Regions from separate parts of the Sus scrofa genome. Here region 2 is linked to region 1. Evidence: chromatin contacts called from public Hi-C data. All regions are on one chromosome and are shown on one strand. The core of a region is the stretch at or near the end of the contact, and the rest is flanking DNA. Distances in the headings are between cores, read along the strand shown.

The links. Hi-C and Micro-C count contacts between places; a contact is called where the count stands out from the background.
Region 2: a Hi-C map of skeletal muscle shows a contact between it and region 1, with 7 times the contacts expected there. The contact joins two enhancer-like sites. A contact is called at or near these places in 1 of 5 promoter capture datasets (fetal skeletal muscle), 2 of 47 Hi-C or Micro-C datasets (liver and skeletal muscle) and 1 of 2 datasets of contacts at active chromatin or transcription factors (alveolar macrophages).

The regions. Positions count from the first base shown.
Region 1 is chr14:49,698,636-49,705,131 of Sscrofa11.1, reverse strand. The region is part of intron 29 of CABIN1 (calcineurin-binding protein cabin-1); the gene reads left to right. Among named protein-coding and RNA genes, the nearest start is that of SUSD2, 18 kb to the right of the region's middle. Within about 2 kb of position 2,746, at least 58 of the 83 cell types and tissues checked have an H3K27ac peak or open chromatin away from gene starts, as enhancers often do. A contact at or near this core is called in alveolar macrophages, liver and skeletal muscle, where this site is marked.
Region 2 is chr14:49,821,329-49,827,824 of Sscrofa11.1, reverse strand. It overlaps the pseudogene LOC106505977. Among named protein-coding and RNA genes, the nearest start is that of MIF, 16 kb to the left of the region's middle. Within about 2 kb of position 2,319, at least 75 of the 83 cell types and tissues checked have an H3K27ac peak or open chromatin away from gene starts, as enhancers often do. A contact at or near this core is called in alveolar macrophages, liver and skeletal muscle, where this site is marked.

The sequences.
Region 1 (6,496 bases), core at 1,497-3,996:
CCCTGCTGGGGTGCGGGCCTGTGAGGCAAAGAGCAGGTGTGTGTTCCCAAGGGGGCTTGTGAGGTATAAGCTTCTCAGATGCTGGGCCTATCTGCGGCCCAGGCCCTCCATCCACCTCTACATCCCTCCTCCCAGGAGCCTGTGCAGGCTCAGGCAGTCCCTGGGCACTCAGTGTGACCACGCCAGTGATAAGAGTGACTCTAGAGAAAGGCTGGAGCACACCCTTCAGCACCCAGACCGGTGGCCAGGGACACTCCCACCACCAGGATTCACCCAGAACAGCCAACTCACAGGTTACACTGGCCCATCCTTGCACATGGAGCTCCTGTTGGCCTTGAGGGAGCAAGGTAAGGGTGGCACAGTGCTGCAGGAGCCTTCAGGTGTGGTCCTGTGAGTGAGGAACTGTTTCTCTCAGGCAGTGTCACAGGCTGGTGTCCTGCATGTCCAAGTGCTTTGTGGGCAATTAGGACCCAAGGGGCATTCGTGCATAGGGTCGTGACAAGTCCTGGGGTAGGGGCACAAGGTTCTTTCAGGCCCCTATAATTCTCAAGGCTCTGGTGCAGGCAGGCCTACTGGTCCCCACTGTCACATGAAGCCCTGGGGGCTCCTTGCATGCATCCTCTGGGCCCCACCTCCCTGTTATATGGCCTGTCAGCTAGAGGTGCTGATGCCCATCCCCATCCCCTGGGTCTCAGGAGAGGCTGGCACTGATGGCTCGGGCTGCAGGACATGGCTTGGGCTGGGAGGAGGCTGAGGTCCTGGGCATTCGCCCAGGGCATCTCTCCCCAGAGCCCCTGAGCTCCCATCGCTCACCACACGCCTGCCTTCTGCTTGTGACAGTGAGACCCCACTGTCAGGCTCTGTGTGGGGGCCCTGCACACAAGTGCTGTTTTCCAGGGAACTACGCTCTCAGCACACCCCGTTTCTTCCTGGCCTGGGTGTGCTGAGCCTCCCTGGATCTGACCTTACAGAGGATCAGGTATGCAGTGAGATTGAGAGCCATGCAGGGTGTAAGCCTTTGTATTTGCTCCAGACTTGGGGACAGTGGGGAGGGGTGGGGGGAGGTTGGTTGTCCCCACCTGCTCTGGAGCCAACCAGGCCTGAGGGTGGATTTCAGCTATACTGGACCTAACTGCTGTGTGACCCTGTGGGTGTTGTGACAACACAAGTGTGGACAGTGTGCTGCTCTTGTGACTTGAGGACATGTGGCTGGAGAACCTCCCTGAGATCCAGCCTGAGGTGGGCATGGCCTCAAGGTGGCCTGTCTCCCTGCAGGTGTGTGACCTCTGGGAGCCCAGACCTGGCTCTTCCAGTGCCTGGCAGAGTCCTGATCCTCCAGGGGGTGAGAGACACTGCCTCTGTACCTCTGGAGGCAGGGCGGGCAGAGAGTGACATATCCGGCTAAAGGTTGGCCTTGGGCCAATTTGGCTTGGGGCACGTGGCAAGCCTGGGTGGGACAGGTGGAAACTGCCTGGCTTAGGGAGATGTTCCCAGGATAGGGGCCAGTTGGATCTGCTGCCTCTGGGTGTTTTGGCGGGGGGGAGGGCAGTTAGCAAGGCATTAAGCTGGCAGGAGAGAAATGGCTATGGGGCATGGTGCCCAGCCAGGGCTGGGGCAGTGCCTTCTCACCTAGCTCTACCCCTGCCTTTGCTAGGTCTTCTCTCCTCAGCAGAGGCAGAAGAAGCAACCAGGAGTTGTGGCCAGTTCTGGGGCAGCCTGTGCTCCCTCACTGGGACTGTGGTGGTGGGGCGGGGGGAGCATCCCTGCTGAGCCCATTCCTTATCTTAGATGGGCACAGCCCTCTTCAGGCATCAGCAGAGATCTGAGGGGGATGATGGTCCTGATCCTCCCTGGCCAGCCCCACCGCCCCACCCCCACCCCAACCAGGGTCTTCTGGCTGGGCCTCACTGCCCAACTGCAAAGCCCCCTAGGGGAGACATCAGTTTCCCTGCCCTCCCCGCTAAGGATGGTACGGGGAAAGTCGACAGCTCCCACAGCCCCTCTGGATCGTCAAGGCCCCACTCATCCACACCTCTGCCCGGCAGAGAGCCCTGGGACACAACTCCAGGAGGCTGGACACGCGTGCAGGGGGACGACAGCCCTGCTGGCGCCCTTGTCCTCTGCACTCCTGGACGCCCCTTCATGCCCCGGTCCCACAGCTGCCCGCAGTGAGGGCTGTGCCCCCAGGTACCACCGCCGCGCGGGCGGTCCGGCCCGGAACCCGCGAGGATTGGCCGGCAAAGTCAGTTATGCTGCTGGGCCCGCTTCCAGGCTAAGCAGCGAGCGAGCGAGCGCCCGCGCCCCGTCCGGCCCTGCCGCCCCGCCCTGGCCCGCCGTGAGCGAGCGAGCGAGCCTCCGCGCCATGGCCCGGCGCCCGCCCTAGCTCCGTGCACAGATGCCACGGCGTAGCCGGCGGGTAGGAACTTGCCCGGGGCCGGGGCTGCGACCCTCCCTCTCTCCGCTCGGCCGTCTCGCCGCTCTCCGAGCTTTGCTCAGTCCTCCGGGCCGGCTCGACAGCCGCCCCCCGCCCGGCCCCCGGCCCGCCTGGCGCAGCAGGAAGCCCGCGGGCCGCGGTTTCTCGGGCGCCTGGCGGAGGAAGTCGGCGGCTGCTGGGCCGCGGCGCCCCCTGCCCCCGGCGGCGCCCGCATAGCGCCAGGTGGGCGGCGCGCAGGGGCGGGCGGGGCCCGAGAGAAGCCCGCCGGCGAGCCCCAGGCGAGCCTCGCCGACCCGCCGGCGCCGCGAGTGGGCGCGCGAAAGCGAAAGCCACTCGCCGAGCCGAGCCAGCAAGTTGGCGGCGGGTGGCGCGGACCGGGAGCTGCGCGGGCCGCTCCCGGGGATGGTGAGCCGGCCGGCGGGTGGGCAGCGGCGGCCCGCGCGGTGCTTCCCCAGCTATAAATAGCGGCCGTGCGGGGGCGGGAAGAGGGTGCCAGGGCTTGGCGAGCGCCAGGCCTGCTCTGCCCGGAGCTGGGCCGGACCTTGCCCCGTCGCAGAGTGGAGAGAGGGGCAGAGGGGCTGGGCGCCGGGGGCCGCGGTAGAGTGGTCGGGTGGGCTCCCTACAGGCACTTAGTTTGTTATTTCTGCTTTTCTCCGGAGGGGGAGGGGACGGACAGCCTGGCAGTTCTGGGGACCCGGTGTGCGACGTTTCATTTGGCAGCGGAGGCTGGAAAACTGCGGGCGCTGGCTGCAGGCAAATTGTTGGCTTCCCCAGCCCCTGCCTGGCTGGGGATTCATTACCTGTGCATGGCGCGGGGAATCCCTTGCCCTCCGCGGCCCAGCTTGGACCGCTCCTGGGGGCAGGGCAAGGGCGCCCCTGGCGGCCCCTGCACAACCCTGCGGCCAGAGAGGCGCCCCTGATGGGTTTGCAGTGGAAGCTGCAGGACTGACTTCCTGCACCCAGGGGTGTTTAACTTGCCGCCCCTGGCGCGCCCTTAACCTAAGGTCTGGAGCAGGACGGTGTCTCTCATTGCTGTGGGAGGTGCAGGGCTTTTAGCTCTGCGCGACATCGGGAGGTATGGGAGTTGGCAACGTGAAAACTTGCTCCTGGCCCCGAAGGCCTCCAGACTTACCCAGGGCAGTTCCAGGAGGAAATGGAGCCATGGGCGAGCTATAGGAGGGGGGATGCCCCCTTACTTGGGGGCAGGCAGAGGGGAGGAGGGAGAGCTGGGTAGGCTGAGTTCTGGTGTTGTCCCAGCTCCCTGCTGGCTGTGTGCCCTGGAACCAGTCCCTCCAGGGGAGGTGCAAGTGGGGTCATGTGCTGGAGAAGCTGGGAAGGCCCTTGTGAGTGCCATTGGCCCTGGGACTCAGGGGCACCAGGCACAGCTCTACACACCCTTTCCCACCCCTCTCCAATTGGTCTCTCTCTTTGGGAGGTTTGTGTGGGTTTATGGGTAGCATCTGTCTTCCCAAGACTGTGGAGGGTGCTGCTCTTCTCCCCAACGCTGCTCCTGAACTCAGGGCCTCACAGTCCACAGACGGACCCACTCCTTGCTTGGCTTGGGGTTGGGAGCTCCAAGGTTGTCTTGGAAACAGAGAGTTTTTAGGCTTCTCTGGGGAAAAGAGGACCCTGGTCTCCTGCATCTCTGCCAAAGGTTTCCAGCCCCAGCTGCCTGCAAGGCAGCCGGCCCTCAGCTCCCCGTCCTAGGATTGGGATGCCAGCAGACTCTCCGCCCTCGCCTGCTTGGAGCGCTGAGTCACCACTACACTTGTGCCAAAAGGGGCTGCAGGATTCCCTCTGCCCAGGAAGCAGGCTCTCCCTCGGATGCTTGAAGCATGGTGTTCACCATGAACGGGGATGTTGGGCTGAGCAGTGAGGGAGGCCTTGATCACCTGTCACACTGTGGGTGCAGGACCCATTGGTGCCGGGAGGACTGAGGAGGATAGAGTGCTCCCTGCCATCTTAGGTCAGGCACCAGGCCTTGCTTCCCAGACAGCACCTGCTTCTATGTGAGGAACACCTCTGCTGAGGGGAGGGGGTCCATCCCTAGAAGAGGGAGAGAGGCTCAGTGGAGAGTGCTATTCAGCTGGTATTCTTCCTAAAGATCCTGAAGATTCAGCCCCAGATGCCCGCCAGTAAGGGACTGGATTAGGGTGCATGTGCATAGTGATGTGATGGCATTTTTGTAAGTGATAGGGAGCTTTTGATGTTGGAAGAAAATATATGTGCTCTGTTATTAAGTTAAAAATTAAGATAAAAAGGCGTTCCCATTGTGGCTCAGCAGTTTATGAACCTAATATCCATGAGGAGGTGGGTTTGATCCTTGGCCTTGCTCAGTGAGTTAAGGATCCGGTGTTGCCGTGAGTTGGGGTGTAGGTCTCAGACACAGCTTGGATCCTGAGGTGCCATAGCTGTGGTGTAGGCCGACAGCTGTAGCTCCAATTTGACCCTAGCCTGTGAACCTCTGTATGCTACAGGTGTGGGTGCCCTAAGCAGACACAGGCCCTTCTGGGTCACCTCCCCACCTGCCTGCTTCTGCAGCTTCCCCCAGAGAGCTTCGGGCCCCCGCTGCCCTTCCCTGCTCACTTTCTCCATGGGGCACCCAGGCCTGGCTCCTTTGTGGCTTTTCTGAGTGCTCCCAGGGGTGCTGGCTTCTCTGCCCTGCTGTGTGAGCCGGGCCTAATGCCTCGATGGGCATGACCAGAGACAGCAGAGTGGGGAAAGGGCCAATCCAAGTCCTGAGGGTGGGGCAGCAGGAGACAGCGAGAGGGGCCTAGGACTCTGGAAAGACTGGGACACTCCCACAGCAGGGCCCAGAGACTGATGCTGAGGCCTGGGGGTGCTGCCCCATCTGTTCCCAGCAGGCCTTCCAGAGCCCTGGCTGAGGGCTGAGTAACTAGGGGAGTCAAGGACTGGCCAGCCAATTGGGAATCTGGGGATGGGGAGCGCCTGTTCCTCCAGGAAGCAGCTCTCCCCAGACCACAGTCTACTGGAGACAGTGAGTGCCATGGACCTCACAGCCTGGCGCAGTGCCTAGGCCAGCGGAGGTATCTGCTGTCTGTCCCCTCCCTGGGGAGCCACCTGCCCAGACTGCAGTGACCTCACAGCCCTGCTTCCCAGTCCCCCTGTAAGTGGATGGCACACTGATGGGCAATGGCACAGGCTGGCCCAGCAGCACACCGGCATGCCACTGACCCAGCTTCAGCTCCCTTGGAAACAGTTTAACTAGCTCCCAGGGACTCCCACCCCACTGGGGGCTCAGCTGCTAAAGCTGGGTTTCCTCAAGAGCAATCTGAGGATGCCTGGCTCTCAGGGCGGCAGGGGACATTTGGTAACTTGTATTAAGTGCTTGGACCAGAGTCTGGGCTCCATGAATTATTCACGTGGTTATAGTCTGGCTCGGTGACCTTCTCTGCCAGCCAGGAGCTGAGGGCTGCTCCCATGGGCTAGGGACCTGCACAGGGTCCTCTGCAGCTGTGGGTGGGATGTGGCTGTGCCCTTTCCTCCCGTGTGTGGCTCCTGTTCACTTGGGCTTCAGAGCTCTCCAGAGGGGCAGTGGAGAGTGGTGTTGACTTCCTGCTCTGAGCTCTTGGGGTGGGGGGGGGGTGTGCTGGGGTGGTACTACCCTGCCCACTGGGGACAGAGGTAAAGTTGCTGGCTGGCCTGCCACCTACCAGCTTGTGCCTCTGCACCCTTAGGCCGGCCGTGCAAGCACCTCCCCAGGGCTTAGAGTAGCTGGTTCCCTTCTGATTTCCTCTGGACCCTGCTGGACTTATCTGCCTTCCATTCATTCTGCAGTAAGAGGATACATCACACCTGTGAACACCAGTCCACACAGGAAAGCAATTAGAGGGAGCTTGGTGTGAAAAGATCCAAGCCAAACCTCCAAGTTTGTGGTGCAAACTGGATCTGTCCTAGGGGCTGTGACCCAGCCCTGCCCAAGGAGGGGCTTGCTAGCAGGCTCAGTCCTCCGCTGTGGTGGGATGGCTGGGTGGGCTGCTCTCCAGCAGTGTGGCTGAGGGCAGACTGCCCATCGCTGGTCTCTGCTTCCCACTTACTCGG
Region 2 (6,496 bases), core at 1,070-3,569, 120 kb before region 1:
TCACATGCTTTGAAGTCACTCCTGAGTCTGCTTAAAATTACCATCACTGTATCTTGGTGCATAAATGGCTTCTGGGATATGCTTACTGCCAAAGAAGAGGTGAAATTATCTATTTTCTATAGGAAATACTATAAAATCATTGTCACAAAGAAAAGTAATCAAAGCCTGTAGTCAAGAAATACAGGGAAGGGAGCATTTGAAAGGTGAAGGTATGTGACAGTTAATAAAGATGTCTGGATATTTTTCTTGTGTGATATTTGTGGTACTTGTTTTTAAAATTCATTAACTTCTCAATCTAAACAATTGCTTTATATAAAAAAAGGGGTGCTTATCATTTTGAGTGTGTTGCCAATGACCCGCTTTTCTGTTCAGCCTGCTTTTCCAACCAATTCTTCGCTCAAGACTCAATGCCCTCCTGCTTATGGATCAGACTCTTACTGGCTGTTAATGGGGCCCCTGATGTTCTCCGCAGCTCTGTTATGCTGTGCCATCTGCTGCTGTCCAGGACTGAACATCCCACCTCATGCAGGTAAACTGTCATGTGACCTAAGATCTTCCTTATCCCAAGCTTCTGATTTCTGCAGGAGTCATCATCTCCAAGTCACACAGAAGGAAACTGAGGCCAAGGCCAATGTTAAGGCTGAAGGAGTTGACAGTGTTGATAATGACAGCATGACATGAGGGATGAGGTCTAGGCAGTTAGTGAGGTCAAGACAGCTGCGATGCTTTGTCCCAAGGCCATGCCAGTCGATGACAAAATAACTGTCTCTAACAGATTCTCTGGCCGGGGCTCCTCCCCCACAGCAGTGGCCTCCCTCTGGAGCCAGAAATGCCTTGGTTTATATGGTTTCATTCACAGGCCATCTTAGCTCTACTTAAGCAGGAAAGCTGAAATGACTTGCCCAAGATCACTCAGCTAGTAAGTGACAGATCCAGGATTCAAATCCAGGTCTCTGGACTCAGAGCTGGGCCAGGGAGGACAAGGACAAACAGACTGGCAGCCCATTGAGGTGGCCTGGCCCTGCAGGTGGTGGCAGCAGGCCTTGGCTGGGAAAGGTTGGCTTTAGCCCCTTCCAAGTGGCTTCCTCAAGCCACATGGACTGGGCTCTCTGGTACCACGTCTTTGCATTTGAGGGCCCCATGCCCTTTAAAAGCACTGTGTCTCACTAGATATAACCACCTCAGGAACAGATAAGAGCTGTGATTATTTTACAGATGACAAAGCAGCCTCAGAAAACTTCGGGGAGCTCAGTAACCTCCCCATTGGGATGTAACCTGCTCTACAGGGGCCATTCACCTAAGGTCAGAACAGATTCTACCAGAAGACTGCCAAGGTCCTCCCTGAGGGAGGTGGGCTGGGTCCCCAAGGTGCCCTGGCAAAGGATGAACAAAGCATGAACAAGATGGGGGGGGAACCCCATGTTAAGTCTCCTATTGACAAGGGATCCTGAGAGGCTTCTTGCTCTGACCCCCTAGTCCTACACTTGGTCCACCTCATCCAGAAGCCCTGAAATGGGACTGGGGTGTTCATGACACAGACTTCCCTTAAAACTAGTGTCTAGTTCTCACCAGGGTGTGCCCCCAGGGTGCTTTCACTCTCTCCTCCCATTGGCATCCCTTCCTTGCGTTGCTATTGTCCATCTGTCCCTCTTTCTCCTCAACCCAAAGGTAAGTCTCCCACAGGTAGAGCTAAGACGAAGGGTGGTTAAGAGAGCTTTAGGTGCCGGAAAGAGCTGCGGTCACACTTTCACCTGCAAGTGACAGTAACCTCTGAGGTTCCTTCCTGCTCTGGAACTGGGCTCTTGCTTCAGGTCTCCTGACTGTCCTCCACCCTTTCCCTCTCCCATCCTGTGCATAAAAAATATTGATCTAAAAATTAGTAGGGGTCTATTATGGTCTGCTTAATGAAGGGGCTTCTAAGGCTGGGGAAAGTCGCCATGGACTCAGCTTTGTCAGGAGGCCGCCCTGCTCGGTTCCTTCATTTCTTTTTTCTCTCCACTTTTTGGGTCCACCCTCGTCTCTTCGCGCCCTCCTGTCTCCCCTTCTCCCTGTCTTCCCCCAGGGACCCGAACAGTTCCTCCCACCGCCGACAGGAGGCTGCACTCCCTGCCCTCGCCCCTCGGGGTCTCCGCCCCAGATCTCTTTGCGCCCCAGATCCTTCCCTTACGCTCCGCTCCCGGGTCCTTTCCCTCCCCTTCCCGTCAGCCTCGGATGCCGCTTGGCAATAACGGAACCACCCGCCGCACTCAAGAGGCCCAGAGCACAGGGGCAGCTCAAGTCACCAGACCTTAACTGACTGGCGCGAGCCGGCTGCCTGTTGCCAGGCAACCCGCCCACCCACACCCCTTCCTCCCGGCAAGCACCGCGAGCAGCGCCGGGCGGGGGCGGGGGCGGGGGCGGGGGCGGGGCGGGGCCGGCGAGGTCGGGGGATCCGCCCACCCCCTGCAAGCTCCAGGGTCTGTGGCGCCAGGACGCCTGTGCTTGACAGGGGGTCCCAAGCCGCGAAGTGAGGGCTGATAAGTTGCTGTGCTGAGGGCTCGCGTAAAACACCCGTCCAAGAGAAAGCCCGTCTGACATAATTTTGGTTTATTGCCGTGACCTTTTTGTTGGTATGGTAGTTTTAATTTATTATTATAAAGAATAATATATGAGTACTCGTGTATCCCCCGTTTGGATCAGGCGTAAGTGAGGGCCACCCTGGGTGCTTCCACCTCAGTCTCCTCGGAGGAAACCACATTCAGGAATCTGGTGGTGGCTGTGGCTATGTGTCTGTAATTGAAGGAGTTCAGAACTACCATCCCAAAATAGGCTGCTTTGGCATATTGACGATTTTGAGTCAAAGATACTTGAAGAAACAGCAAATGCAAGAAAGACACTGATTCGCCTTTTTTTTTTTTCTTTTCTTTTTTTAAAAGCCACACCTGCAGCATATGGAAGTTCCCGGGCTAGTGGTTTAATGGAAGCTGGAGCTGCAGGCCTGCACCACAGCTTGTGGCAACGCAGGATCCTTAACCCACTGAGCAAGGCCAGGGATGGAACCTGCATCCTCAGAGTATACATTGGGTTCTTTTTTTTTTTTTTGTCTTTTTTTTTGTCTTTTGTCTTTTGTTGTTGCTATTTCTTGGGCCGCTCCCGCGGCATATGGAGGTTCCCAGGCTAGGGGTCGAATCGGAGTTGTAGCCACCGGCCTACGCCAGAGCCACAGCAATGCAGGATCCGAGCCGCGTCTGCAACCTACACCACAGCTCACGGCAATGCCGGATCGTTAACCCACTGAGCAAGGGCAGGGACCGAACCTGCAACCTCATGGTTCCTAGTCGGATTCGTTAACCACTGCGCCACGACGGGAACTCCTACATTGGGTTCTTAAGCTGCTGAACCACAACAGGAACTGCCTGATTGTCTTTTTATTAAGAACAGGAGATGAAATTGCCATAGGAAAAGGTTTTCCACGCACCAGAAGGAAAGTAATGGACTTAACATCAAGGAGGAGAAGTTGAGACCAAGAGAATTCTGTACAAACCTTGTGAAAATAATCTTCCGTTAGCCTCTCCATGTAGTTTATTTTCTCCCCATGACCTCTGTGTTCAACCTAACATAAAAGCATGTTGAGTTTGCCATCTTTGGGTCATCAATCCTTATGAAGGGTCCCACATCAGGAAAAACTTGTATTAATACGTTTTTTATGCTTTTCTCCTGTTGATCTTTATTATGCCAATCAGGCCCAGCTGGAAAAAACCCTCAGAAAACAAAGGTAAAATTTTACCTTTTTGGCACAGTCCTGGTAGCTGGCTTCATGGTTTGCATTTTTTTGGGCACTTTGCCCCTCAGTTGTCTGAGATGCTCTCTCTCAGGCAGGTATGTGGGCTTAATTCACTAATTTTCGCCCTGCACTGTGTTAGATTCTTTTGGTAAATGGGTGTTGAGAATGCTTTCAACTCTTCACTATTATAAGGTTATAATAGAATACTGAACAACATACTGAACATATTTTAAACCTGTTGGATGTGGAATAAATAGCGTTAATAACATTGCAATTTTAACTTCTTTTAGTAAGTTTAGGCTTCTTTTTATATGTTTTTTGTCAACTCACTTTTCATGTTCTAAGAATTGCCTGTTTTTCTTTTGCCTTGTGTGTATTTTTGGTTTTTGTTGTTGTTGTTGTTGTTTTGCTTTTTAGGGCCACACCTGCGGCATTTGGAAGTTCCCAGGCTAGGGGTCAAAATCAGAGCTGCAGCCGTCAGCCTACGCCACAGCCAGTCAGGATCCGAGCCATGTCTGCAACCTACACCACAGCTCACGGCAACGCTGGATACTTAACCCACTGAGTGAGGCCAGGGATTGAACCCAAATCTTCATGGATGCTAGTTGGATTTGTTACTGCTGAGCCACGACGAAAGCTCCTTCCTTTCTTATTGCTTCTCAGACTGGTTTCTCTGGGGATTTACATTTTTAAGAGTAAACCTGGGCACTTTCCTTGCTTTCCCTCTCCTGTGGCCTTTTCTTGTATTTGTGAAGGGCCCTTGTACGTCGTTGCCTTAGGAAGGTGTTTGGGACATGGAAGGGTAAGCATCTTAGAACCTGCAGTCCTATTGGGGCCCTCTGCCCCTCTGTCTGTGCAGCAGGGAGTGCCCCTGAGCTTACCCAGCCCCAGCCACCACTGGCTTCCCTGAGATCTGGGTCCTTGGGGCTTGTGCAGGCTACGGTCAGGTCACCTCCGCCTTTTGCAGACCATTCCCACCCTCCTGGGGCTCCTTACAACCAGCCAGGAGCCCAAACATAAATGTTTAGGGACTTGCCCTTTCAAGTTTCTCCTGGTTTCCTACCCCACATGTCTATTTTCAATGGAGTGATTGATTTTCTTATGGGTGGGAGGGCTGGGGGCAATCTTCCAGGGCTCTCCTCATGAAAAAGGAAGGGAGGGAGGAAGGAAGGAAAGGAAAGAAAGAAAAGAAAAAAGAAAAGAAAATCCCCTTTCATCCTGTGCTGTGGGTTAAGAATCTGACTGCAGGGGGTCGGGGCACTGCAGAGGTGTGGGTTCCATCCCTAGCCCAGCAAGTGGGTTAAAGGATCCCACGGCTGTGCTGTGGCTCAGATTCAATCCCAGAGAACTTCCACATGCTGCGGGGTGTGGCCCTAAAACAAAAACCGACCAAACAAAATAACCCTGAAGTGTGTGTCCTCAGCTGGCCCCCAGTGGATTTGAAGGACATGGAAGCTGCCCAGGCTGGAGAGAAGCAGAGATGGAGTAGGGGGTGGTTTGGCCCCAGCCAGGCAGAGGGAGGGAGCAGGGGTGGGAGTGTCCACAGGCTTGTACTATGGAGGAGGAGGGGGGCCAGGCTGGGGACCTTGCCTTTGGAAAACCAGTGCCCCTCACAGGGGCACAGCCCACCCACCTCCAGTCTCCAAGAGGTGTGGTGGCCTGGCTGGGTGCCCAGCCAGTGGTGGAGGGAGTAGGCTTCAGGGAGGGTCACGAACCAGAGCGCGGGCACCATTGTGAAGTGGCCCAGTACTAAGCCAGCACAGCGATGGTGCTTGAGCTCTTTCTGGACCTGTACTGGTCCCCTGCTGTGCCGTCTACATTTTCGCCAGGAAAAATGGCATTCCCTTCAAGCTGCGGCCTGTGGAGCTGGTACGGGGTGAGCTAGGAGCTAGGTGGGCTCCATGGAGGAGATGCCCAGGGGCCAGACCCTGCGCTGAGACTCTCCTGCTCTCTGCCCCTCAGGGGAGCACCTGAAACCCAAATTCCTGAAGGTGAACCCCCTGGGGAAGGTGCCTACTCTCAGGGATGGGGATTTCCTGCTGGCTGAGAGGTAGGGTGACCTGGGTCCAGGACTCAATGTTGGAGGTAGGCAGAGGAAGGCAGACAGAAAGCTGGTCACCTCTGGCTTGGCAATCTTTCCAGACTTCTGGGTCCCTCTCCCTTGCGGCCAGTTCAGCTTGGAGAGTATGGGGTTGCTTTGAGGCTAAAGCTGGGAGCTTCAGAGTGGGCAGGGGTTTGGGCCACCTCCCAGGCCTGGACAACCTGGAACCCACCAAGGAAGACCCAGGCTTGAGGGTAGCCTCTCTGCAGATGTCAGACTCACCAGAGCGGGGCAGCCCTGGGACTGCATGGGGCTCTGAGTGCCACTCCCTGTTCCCACCTTTTGCCAGTGGGCAGGTTACAAAGCTTCATGCCCTGGGGCTGCTGCTTCTGTAAAATAGGGTTATGAGGTAACCACCTCCCAAGGCTTGTCAGGGCATGGAAACTGGGCACCACATGCCTAGAGGCCAAGGGGGACTGAGAGTGGGGGACCCAAAGTTCCTTTTGTGGCTCAGTGGATTACAAACCTGACTAGTATCCATGAGGATGCAGGTTTATTCCCTGGCTTCACTCAGCGGATTAAGGAACCAGTGTTGCCGTGACCTGTGGTGTAGGTTGCAGACAGGGCTCAGATCCTGTGTTGCTGTGGTTGTGGGGTAGGCTGGCAGCTGCAGCTTCAATTCACATTTGACC